Linked DNA regions of Oryctolagus cuniculus: region 1 is linked to region 2. Evidence: chromatin contacts called from public Micro-C data. All regions are on one chromosome and are shown on one strand. Each heading gives the region's core, a stretch centred on a gene start, on an enhancer-like site or on the middle of the called end of the contact. The rest is flanking DNA. Distances are from core to core; before and after follow the strand shown.

Region 1 (5,190 bases), core at 930-3,429, 220 kb after region 2:
TCTTAAGTCAGGCCTGTGTGCAGCGCTGCCAGGGACTCCGTACACACGACAGATGTGCCTTTTCCTCCCTGGACGGGTTCCACGGGGCACAGGGGTCCACAGGCTCCCTGGTCACGTAAGCCAGGCTCATCTTCAGAACGTTGCCCATGTGGGCTGGTGACAAATCCTACCAATTTGTCAATGTGCCTGTCGCAGGTTGTAAGCCCATCACGAGGAGGGGTGGGATTGCTGGCAAACACTGAAGCTGCTATTGATGTCAAATGTCACCCCACCATTCTGCTCTGTGCTGGGCCTCGTGCAAAGCTCTTGGCACCATTTCCCCTCCCTCTTCACATCAGCCTGAGCCCATGGATATTAGCATGGCCTCATTCTAGAGAGGCTAACGCACTTGCCACAGTCGTCTAAGCCACGTTAGTTAATGTGCAAGTAACTTTGTGCCAACTTTTATTTTTTATTATAAGATTTATTTGAAAGTCAAAGTTACAGAGAGATTTTCCATCCTCTGGTTCACTCCCCAGATGGCTGCAACAGCCAGGCTGAGTCCTGGAGCCAGGAGCTTCTTCCAGGCCTGCCACCGTGGGTTGGACCGTTTATGCTGCTTTATCGCCTATGGGGGAGCGGGGGTGAGCCAGCGCTGCAGTCGACAGCTTAACCCGTGAGCCACAATGCCATCCCCTAAAAACTCGATTTAAAAGGACCACTACTCCGAGGAGGCTCACTCACCCTCTCTACTCTGCCTCCAAATTATTTTCAATAACCCACATTTTCACCCACTGTATGAAGCGAGAGGTGGCCTGCAAGAAATAGCCCAGGAGCGATGGACCTTTAGCCTAGCAGTTAACTGCCTGGATCCACACCCTGGCTCCAGCCTCCAGCTTCCTGCTAACATACACCCTGCAAGGCAGAAACGATGGCCGAAGTTACTGGGCCCCTGGCACCGACGTGGGAGACCCGGGTGGAGTCCCAGGCTCCTCTGGGGACATACCTCACCCCATTTCCTGCAGCCATGCACTTGCTGGAGAGCCTGCTCCAGATGTTGTGGGCATCTGGGGAGTGAACCAGAGGATGGGCGCACAAGCTCTCCTCTCTCTATCTCTCAAAATGAGAACAAGTCCTGAAATGTGACAGCAAGGGTTGTCTCAGGAACACAAGCAAAGAGCAGATTAAACTCCACGCGCCGCAGCCAAGCCACGGGCTAAGGGCTCTGCCCGGCTTTGCAAGGAAAGAGCCTCTCAGAACGGGAGGAGGCAGCTGAGGGCTTTTTTATTTGCATGTTCCAGTTTCCCAGGTCCCCGGGTTAGCCGGGCCGTGGTTCCCACGCCGCAGAACTGAACTGCCGCACCCACGAAGCTCGCGGCGGCCGGAGCTGGGGGCAGCGGCTTCCCCAGGGCCCCTCGGTTCGCAGACACAGGAGGCCGCCGTGCCACGGCGTCGCTTGGGCGCAACTGCCACCTTCCCTCCCCAGCCACACCTCCGTCCCCACCCTCGAATCGTCTCCGTTTGGCGGAAGCCGGTCTCCCTCTGCGCGTGCGTTAGGGTGTCAGCTCTGGCGGGATAGATCCGCTCAGGTGTTGGTTGCACCAGGTAGACTTCCATCGGCGTCCCCACGGACACTCTGCGTCTGATCGACAGCATCGGCTACGTCAGCGGCTGCTGCTTCCCGAGAGCGCATCCAGTCGTGACATTTCCCGGGTCTTTTACATGGGATCGCGCCACACAGGTGAACGTGGAAGGAACGCATCTCCCCACCGCCCACCGCCCTTCCCCTATCTTTCCCGACCCGCCTCTCGCCGCAACCAATGGAGAGCAAGTGGAGAGGCGGGATCTTGGAGGTTTAACCCAATCAGAGGTCGCATCTCACCAGCGGGGGCCGGAGTCTGGGACTTGGTTAGACCAATGAAAATTCGAGCGCGAACTTGCCGTGGTCTTCTGGGAAGGCGCCTTTCCCGGAAATCGCCGCTCCTTTGAGCCACACCTGGGCGGAGCCAGCCTTCAGGCTCGCCGTCTTACAGATGGATCTAGAAGCCTGTCAAGGGGAGGCGGGAGTGGGCGGGACCGAGGCGCTCACGCCTGCGCGGAACACCGCGGACCTCGAGCGGGAACCGGCGGACGGCGTCCTAACGTCCATGGGCTCTGGGGCTCCGGCGACGCGGGCGGAGCTTCTCAGAAGAAAAAAGAAAGGAGAAGGAACGGCTCTTCCCGAAGTGAGCGGCGTACGCCGCTCGGCCTTCCGGGGCTGGTTCCCTTCGCGAGGCCGCGACCGCGCGGGGGACTCCCGGACCGGACTCGCCGCGGCTGGCGCTGCCCTCACAGGTGGGTGCCTGCCCTGCGTGGTAGTCCGAGGGCCCCACAGCCTGCGCGGGGTACCCCGAGACCCCTGCCCACGTGCGTGCCCTCGCCGACTCCCCCCCCCCCCGTGGTCAAGAGTAAGACGCGGGGTTGGAAATTTGCGCACGTGGTTTCGATGCGGGTGAGCTGCGGGCTGTGGCCTGTGCGGGACGCGCGACGGCGAACCCGATGTCCAGGGAGGGGAGCGGCAGGTCCCAGGCCAGGGGCCGGCCGGTCCGAGTGGGCAGCGCGCTCGCGCTCCCTCGCCCTCGGATTTGGTAGCTGCGCGGGGGAGGGTGGTAGCTTGCGCCTGAGATGGCTTGGAACAGAAGTGGGGGCGTGACAGACAGGCTGAGCCGGGGGAGCCGGGCGGGGAGGGTTGCGGTGCGCGCGGGGCGGCAGGTGCAGCCCGGCGGCCTCCAGGAAGCCCCCGCGCCAGGGTGCCGGCGTTGGCCGAGTGCGGGCTTGGCGGGGCTCAACCCTGAAGTCCATGGGGGGAGTGGAGACACCCAGGGAGGGCAGTGGCTGGCTCCAGGATCGGGCAGCCGGCAGGGGTCTCCCGGGGGCCAGACCACCGCGTTTGTCAGCCCCCAACCCTGGATGGAATCTTCCATCCATGTCAGAAGCCGAGTGTTTTTTCAAGGGGGCTGAGGCCGGCACTGTGGCACCTCGAATTAAACCGCAGCTTGGGACGCCCGCAGCCCATGTTGGAGTCCTGGGGTTAGTCCACGGGCCCCTGCCACCCACGTGGGAGAGCCGGGTGGAGCTCTTGGCTCCTCCTGGCTTTGGCCTGGCCCAGCCCTGGCTGTGTTGGTGACATTTGGGGGAAGATCTCTTCCTCCACCTCTTGCGTCACTCTGCCTGTCAAGCAAGTAAATACATAGACTTTTTAAAAAGCCGAATTTTGTTTTTGTTTTTGTTCCTAAGGCAAGGTCTTTGAAATGGGGGGGAGGGGCGGGCGATCGAGGGGCCCAGCACCTGGGACCCTGGCAGCCCTTAGGACAGCCTGCTTGAGACCCAACTGCTGTGGTTCCGGTCCAGCTCTCTGCTATGGCCTGGGAAAGCAGCGGAAGACAGCACTGGGCCCTTGGACCCACGTGGAAGACCCGGGTGAAGCTCCAGGCTCCTGGCTTTGGCCTAGCCCTAACAGCTGCGGCCATCTGGGGAGTGAACCAGCGGTTGGAAAAGTCTCTCTCTCTCTCTCTCTCTCTCTAACTCTGCCTTTCAAATACATAAATATAAAAAAAGAAAAGAAATCCACTATTTTAATAATATTGTTCTCTGTTGGGTTTTAAGTGAAACTTTTTTAATCATATGAAAAATATAACAATTGTGATTGTTCCCTGGAAATAGCAAATGTTATTTATGCTTTTGGATTTTTCTTTTAAAGAGATGTAGCTTTGCAGAGCCCATCTGTCGTGGCCCTGCGGCCCCATGGGTATCCCCTGGTGGGTGTCAGCCCTGCAGAAGTCGGCTCTGCGCCCCTTAAGCTCCCCTCGCCCTGGGGGGATTGTGGCTGCCATTTGGGTCGTGTCCTCTGGACATTTGTTGTCTTAACCTATTGAGAATCGGGCATCCCTTCTCGGCCTTTTGGCTGAGATCAAGTGTGAGAATCTGGCTTCTGCTTCCTGGGGGGTGGGGTGCGGGGCACTTTAAAAGGCCTTTCAAACTCAGCGGCTGCAAGTTCACCCTGCCTGTGTGCTTGGCCTTGGTTGAGCCAGGAATGCTGTGTGCACCTGCAGCTGCTGACCACGCCCAGGAAGGGCGCTGCCACTCTCTGTAGGGGCACCCACACCTGTGCCCCGGCGCTTCCCTCATCAGACACGCTGCACCCTGTAAAATGGGATTTGTCAACTAAGCCCCGATGTACCCGGCTGATCTGATGCCACAGCAGTGACGGTCCCGTCCCGCCGTGGACACACTGAGGCTGTGGCTGCCTCTGCTCCGCGTCTCGGGTTTGCCCCTGGGATGTCAGCAGGACGCACTTGGGCACTAACGCGTGTTCTCTTCACCCTCCCTGCCCCGCAGCCCTGGGCTTCTCCGGTCCGAGACGACGCCCCGGCGGGACCCCACACCCACAGCAGCGAGGATGGCGTCTGTGGACTTCAAGACCTACGTGGACCAGGCGTGCCGGGCGGCCGAGGAGTTCGTCAACGTCTACTACACCACCATGGACAAGCGGCGGCGACTGCTCTCGCGCCTGTACATGGGCACCGCCACCCTCGTGTGGAATGGAAACGCCGTCTCAGGACACGAGTCCCTGAGCGAGTTTTTTGAGATGCTGCCTTCCAGTGAGTTCCAGATCAGCGTGGTGGACTGCCAGCCTGTGCACGACGAAGCCACGCCGAGCCAGACCACGGTGCTCGTGGTCATCTGTGGGACGGTGAAGTTCGAGGGCAACAAACAGCGGGACTTCAACCAGAACTTCATCCTCACCGCGCAGGCCTCACCCAGCAACACCGTGTGGAAGATCGCCAGTGACTGCTTCCGCTTCCAGGACTGGGCCAACTAGGGGCGCCCCTGCTGTGTGGGGAGAGACGCCAGGCACGGATCTCAGGAGGCGGGGACCCCAGGTTCTCCTCTGCGGCTGCAGAGACTCCACAGAGCGCCCTGCGCTGAGGCTGAACCATGCGCGAGTCCCAGGAGCCACTCTCCTGACAGGGACTCACTTGTCCTTGTCGCCTTTTCAACCTAGCAGACTTTTCTATTTTTCTACCTGCTTAGTAGAGAAACCAGATCTGGAAGTTCTGACAGCATAATATAAACATCGCTGCTTTTCCTTTTACCTGATGTGTTTGAGTTTCAAGGGGAGGGGGAGGAGAGGAGGGTTAGATGTGGGCAGAGGCCTGAGTTCCTGGCCCT
Region 2 (5,944 bases), core at 2,117-4,616:
GCAAAGGCTCCAGGTGTGTACCGAGTCCTTTCTGGCGGAAGGCAAAGCTAAGCGATGCAAATTCCTCAGTTTCTTGAGAAAGGGCCAGACTCGGCCTGCTACTGATTTCTGACCCACAGTTAACGTGCTGCAGAAACTTGGAAGCTGCCTGCCACAACAGTTGTCAGATTACCCAGCAGGCAGCCCTTGCTCCGATGCCGAGGGACCAGGAATTCCGGGGGTGGAGCCTAGCACTCTGCATCTCTAACTAGCTCCATTCTGGTCCAGGGACCACATTCCAGTGAAGCAGGAGCAATTCTCCAAGGGCCTCATTAAGGACGGGCCCTAATGAGGCATCCTCCAGGCTCCAATCTCAGGCTTCCAAATCCCCCACAACCAGCAAAACCGGTTTTATTTTGGCCAGCAAGTGACAAGAGACTCAAACCGATAACCAGGATGAATCATGCAGCTGAAAACTCTCCGGGGAGCTGCTTTTTTCTTCTCTTCTCTCATTCTAAAGAACACATCGGAACATTTTAACACTGTCGAAAAGCACTAATAATAACGACAAAAGAAACCGGCGTAAAAAAACTTACAACAATCACCATTTTTTTTTTCAGTCCAAATCACAAAGATAACAATCACAGAACTCAGGCTCACTAGTTCTAAAAAAACCTGCTAGGGTTTCATTTCTTGGCCAGCTCAGCAAGGTTAACGGAACGAATTCTTCTCACGTTTTCTCCTTCCTTGCTTTGTCCTGCAGGCCTGAAACTTTGGAATAAAGTAGCAAGTCTGGAGCAAAACGCAACTGCCCACCTATTTTCGCACAGGTGGGGAGACTGGGGTGCTTTGGCTTCACGTCCTGGGAGGCGAAACGAGGACCATGAGTCAAGGGCAAAGGGGCACCTGGCTTTCTATATGTAAGAGAGCCCAGAGCCCGGGAGCTGGGAGAGGAATGTTCACCAAGACGGTGTAACTGCCACCAAGGTGTGTGTGTGGGGGGGGGGGGGTGGACAAGGATGGAGGCGGGAGATGAAAAGCGAGCATTGGAAACACACAGGTAGAAAAAGGGGCCCCAAATACGTTTTACAAAAATAAATATCTTGGTCATCACTAGCCCTTGGGGTCAAGGTCCGCCCTGAAGGTCACCACCCAGTCTGCCTCACCCCTCCCGCGCCCCGCGTAGGTGACTTGGGGGACCCTGTAGTCCGGGTGTCTCCAGGCAGCGCAGCTGGGCAGGGCTGGGGAGGGGGGCGTCGGTGACCTCCAGGCAAAGGCTGGGGCTCCGCCTCCTCACGACCCCCCCAACCCGCCCAACTCAACACAAGCAATCGGCGAGATTCTCAGCCAGGGCGAAGAGGCTCTTCCGCAGGTGTGGCGCCAGCCCAGGGAGCCAGACAGGGGCGGTGGGGTGGCGCTCCGGAGGGAAGTCAGGGCCGCGCCAAGGGCAGGCCTGGAGCGCGCGCGGGGGCGGAGGGAGGGGCTCCCTTCCCCCTCAAGGCTTGGGCTGCGTCCGCTCGGTCCGCACCTGCTGCAGGACCACCTCCTTGGCAGGGGACGCGCACTTGTACTCCAGCTCGGCGCGCCCCGAACCCTGCTTCTTGCGCATGTGGCACAGGAGCGCCAGGAGCGCCACGACCAGGGACAGGCTGGCGATGGAGATGCCGATGGCCACGCCTGAGTGCACCGGCCCGGCGGCCGGCGGCGGAGCCGGGGTGGAGCCGGGCGCCCCGGAGCCTGGAGGCTCTCCGGAGCCGCCGTCGTCGCCGCCGTCGCCGCCGTCGCTCACCTGCGTAGGGTAGCATTCAGTGCTGACCTGGCCGGCCAGGGGCGAATCGGGCCCGCAAATGCACTCGTAGCTGCCGGGGAGGTTTCGGCACTCGTCCTGGCAATAGCCGTTGTCGCATTCATCGATGTCGGCGCACAGCGAGCCCTCGTCGAGGATGTAGCCTTCGGGGCACAGGCAGGTGCTCGGGTAGTTGGGGTCGCAGTCGGCCGGGCACGTCGTCTGGTTGCAGAACATCTGACAGCGGTGCGGCTCGTCCGGGACCGGGGCGAAGCCCTCGGCACAGATGCAGCGGTAGTTTTGGCCCAGCGGCAGGCATTGGTACTCGCAGTTGGTGCCGAAGCACGGGTCCAAGGGCTCCACGCACTCGCCGTCCACCAGGTCGAAGCCGGGGTAGCAGTGGCACTCGAAGCCACCCTGCGTGTTGACGCAGAGCTGCGGACACGGGTTGGGCACCAGGGCACAGTCGTCCACGTCCTCGCAGTGGTGCCCGTCGGCTGCCACCCGGTAGCCGGTCTCGCACATGCACATGTAGGAGCCGGACGCGTCCGAGGTGCGCACGCAGAAGTGCTCACACAGGTCGTGGCACGAGGGCGGCGCAGCGGGCGCGCAGGAGCGCCCGTCGGCCTGCGGGGCGGCGCCGTCCGGGCACAGGCAACGGGGAGCCCCAGCGCTCGCGTTGCACGCGAACTCGCAGCCGCCGTTCCCCACGCTGCAGTCCCAGGCTCCCGGGGCCTCCCGGCCCCAGCGCGCCTCGGCGGCCCCGGGCGGCGCGTAACAGGTCAGCTCCAAGCCGAGCGGTGCCACGGCGGCCGAGCTGCCCACGGGCAGCGCCTGGAAGTCGGCGCCGCGGGCCCCGAACGGCGTGCTGTAGGTGCTGGAGACGTGCGGCGCCGTGGCCGCCGCGGCGCCGGCCTCCACCAACAGGGGCCTGCATGAGGCCGCGAAGGGGAACTCGCAGAGGAAGCCGTCGACTTCAGTGCCGCACGGCAGCTCCTCCCAGGCCGGCTCGCCGGGGGCAGCGGCGCTCGCGGCCGAGACGGTGACGCACAACGGGCCGCACACTGGCGCGCCGCCGCCGTCCTGCCGCGCCCACCTGCTGTAGCTGGTGCGGTTGTCTCCGGTCACCCACTGGAAGCCGCGCAGGGGCCCGAGGTCCCCGGGGTGGCTGCAGCCGGTCGGGAGCTGCAGGCCAATCCAGAGGCGTGGGCTGTCGTCGCTCAGCAACAAGGAGATGACATCAGCGGCCACTGAGGAGCGCACGGTCATCAGGTGGCCCCCCAGGCGCTTGCAGGTCTGGCCGGCGGCGAGAAAGGTCGCGGGGCCCCGGAACAGAGCGAAGCAGTCGTGCTCCACGCACTGGCTGCCGTCGGGCTGCGGCTCTGCGTGCGTCGGGAGCCCCAGACCGGCCGGGGCCAGCGCGCCCAGCAGCAGGAGCAGGGCACGGAGCATGCCGCCGGGGCGCACCGCGCGCAGGCGCCGCCGGAGAAAGCGCGAGCGTTGCTTCGCGGCCCGGGCCGGGGCGGAGGGGCGTTGGGGGCAGCCGCTGCGGTCGGTCCTGGACGGGCGCTTCTCTGGCCCCGGCGCGGCCGCCTCTGACACGCCGCTCGGCCGCCGGGGCGCGAGTTTATAAGTGCGCGGCCCTCCCTCCCTGGACGTTCGGGAAAAGGAAGGAAGTGCCTGGTGGGAAGGGCTGATGTTGCATTCTCGGATTACTGGGTCCTCTGGACGCCTTGCGCCCGCCCTCGCTCCTGGGATCACCTCGTGGGGATGAGTAAACCCAGCCCGGGTGGAGCCCCGAGACCGCGGGCCCGCCCCCGACGCGTGCGGCCCCTCCCCAAACTTTCGGTTCTCTTGGCTAGTTTTCGTGAACGCTCACGCGGACTTGCAGGCCAGCTTGGATTGCTTCCAATGGGCGTGGGAGAGGGGCGTGAGCGCCGGGGACCTCGCGGTTCTGGAGACCTGGTGCCCTGCTCAAAGACAACCGGAGTCCACTAGGAGAGGGAGCCAGGCCTCGCCCGCCTCCCGGGGCCAGGGCTCCCGGCTAGGGAGGCGCGGGCGCGGTGGGGTGGGGCGGGGCGGGGCGGGCCGGCCGAGGCCACAGCGCCGCTTGGCAGCGTGGGAAAGCCGCGAGGTTGCTGTTGCGCTGCAGATGCACCCCTGGGGGCTGGCGAGTCGCGGAGCGCACCCATCCGGGGCTGTGCGTGTCCAACTTCTGGCACCCCTGACGGAGGTCGCAGGGAGGCGCTGTGGGCCCCAGGGGGCGCCTCGGGGAACCGTTTCCGCCCTGAGACCGAATGGACACCGGGCGGCCGTGGAAGTGCCACTTGCGGACGCCGGGCGGCGCCGTGGGTGGGCGGCAGGGTCTGTCGCTTTCCACCTTATCACGGGTATTCACTCACTAGGAATGCGGAGGGGTGTGTCCAATATGTAGCTCACAGAGAAAGACAAACCCGTTAAAATAAATAAATAAATAAATAAATAAATAAAGCAAGCAAGCACGCCCACCTGGAGTTCATCTGGTCATTTGCCCACCCCGGGCCACTGGCGACCAAGCACCAGGAGGCGGCGCTGTTGAACTCCAGACGAAACCAAAGAAATTGGAGGTCTCAAAACCTGTCCAGCGAACAAGGGTTAGGAGTGTGGGGAGCGCAGGGGCCTGGCCCCGCGTGGATTCCGTGGCTGCGCGTCGGGTCTCCCTGGGCCAACAGAGCTCAGGCTTCAAAAGGGACCAGGGCTGTGTGGCATCTTCACGTGCCAAAGACAAGCGCCGGGCTGGGCGGAGAGGGGATCGGGCTGTACTGACCGGCAGTGACCGCAGGGGCGGGGCGTGGACAGCCCGACCCGGTGCCCAGGGGTGGAGGCTGAGCGCTGTGCCCTGCGGGGCTTCCACAGGAGCGTCCCGCCTGGGGGCTGCCCCCATCTCACCAATGAGGACAGCGCAGGAGTGCAGCTGGATGCTGAGGTCTGAGCTCCAGCAACTTGGAGCAGAAACCCCTGGAGATGAGGAAATCGGGCTGCTTTGGCCGAGCCACTGGTCGTGACTTGGTTGCAAACAGCCTGCCCAGGGAGGTGGGCGCTGCAGCAGGGCTGGCCGGGGGTGCAGCCAGTCCTGGAGCGGGCGTGGTTTCCCATGGGAGCAGAACCCCAGTGAAAATTTCCTGGAAGGAGGAGACACAAGACAGGACAGCCCTAGCTGTCATAACAGCATCCAGTGCACCGTGACGGTGAAAACCTGGGTCCCTTGTTCAACCACTAGAAGTTTTGAGACTGTGGCAGCTGAGTGACAAACTGAAACAGAGGCCCCCAAGAGGGACTGCGAGCCTTAACATAACAGGTCTTGCCTCCCTGGTGCCATTCTCAGAGGGTTTTTAGCTGTTTCCCGGTGCCATCTTCAGTTGTGTCTTACTTGGTGCTCCTGGATTCCTGCCAAGGGAATCTACCAAGAACTCAGTGATGCTGGGGTACCTTGGACCAGCCCTCACTTGAAGAAGTGCAGGAAGCAGTTCGAGCTACCACCCAGGCAGTATGGTGTTGTCTCGTGGTGGCCTGGGCAGTCTGGGTTACTCTGCAGAAAGATGCGTGGGCACACGCACCAGGCAGCATCCCCTGTACCTTCCTGGACCTGGTGACTTTCTCCCCTCCAGCCCCCACTTGGCAGCCTACTTTGCATATTCTAAACTGCCCTCTGTCCCGCCCCCCATCTGGCTATCTGTTCTGCACCTGGGGATGGGCCACTCTTCCTGCCTCTCCATGGATGACATGCCCACTTCCCTTTGGACAAGGCTTCTGATCCAGCTGCCCTCCCTGTGGACTCAACAGCCAAGACCTCCTGGACCCCTGGAACAGTCTCCTGGAAGAACACCCAAAAAGTTGCTGAGAACTTGTTTTTAGTCTTCATCTTTCCCAAGGCCATTTCCCTGGCCATTCGCACCCCTGACTTCGCACCCCTGACTTCGCCATTCTCCAGGGTCCCTGTCCTGTGACTTTGGAACATATGTCCACTTGCCCTCCTCTCCTTTGAACCTGTGAGCAGCTCCTCTAGCCCTGCTTCCACCTCGGGTGGCCACGTTCCCAAGGTTGGGCCCGTGGTCTCCACCTGGCTCTTGACACCCCCCCCATAACAATACTGTAGGCTGGGTAAATTTTAGTGAAAAGAGGTTTATTTGGGACACACCA

Evidence for each region. A called contact is a pair of places that touch in the nucleus more often than the background predicts.
Region 1: a contact with region 2 is called in a Micro-C map of ear pinna, with 6 times the contacts expected there. The contact joins the promoter of NXT1 here to the promoter of THBD in region 2. A contact is called at or near these places in 3 of 6 Hi-C or Micro-C datasets (ear pinna, psoas muscle and an unstated tissue).

The regions. Positions count from the first base shown.
Region 1 is chr11:47,563,183-47,568,372 of mOryCun1.1, forward strand. NXT1 (nuclear transport factor 2 like export factor 1) reads left to right here and starts at 2,180. Exons shown (of 2, transcript XM_002710938.5): 1 at 2,180-2,313; 2 at 4,357-5,113. The coding sequence starts at 4,418. The coding sequence ends at 4,840. LOC138844339 (a long non-coding RNA gene) reads right to left here and starts at 1,994. Exons shown (of 2, transcript XR_011380024.1): 1 at 1,862-1,994; 2 at 438-1,621.
Region 2 is chr11:47,342,544-47,348,487 of mOryCun1.1, forward strand. It overlaps THBD (thrombomodulin), which reads right to left and starts at 3,367. Exons shown (of 1, transcript NM_001082144.1): 1 at 59-3,367. The coding sequence starts at 3,217. The coding sequence ends at 1,475.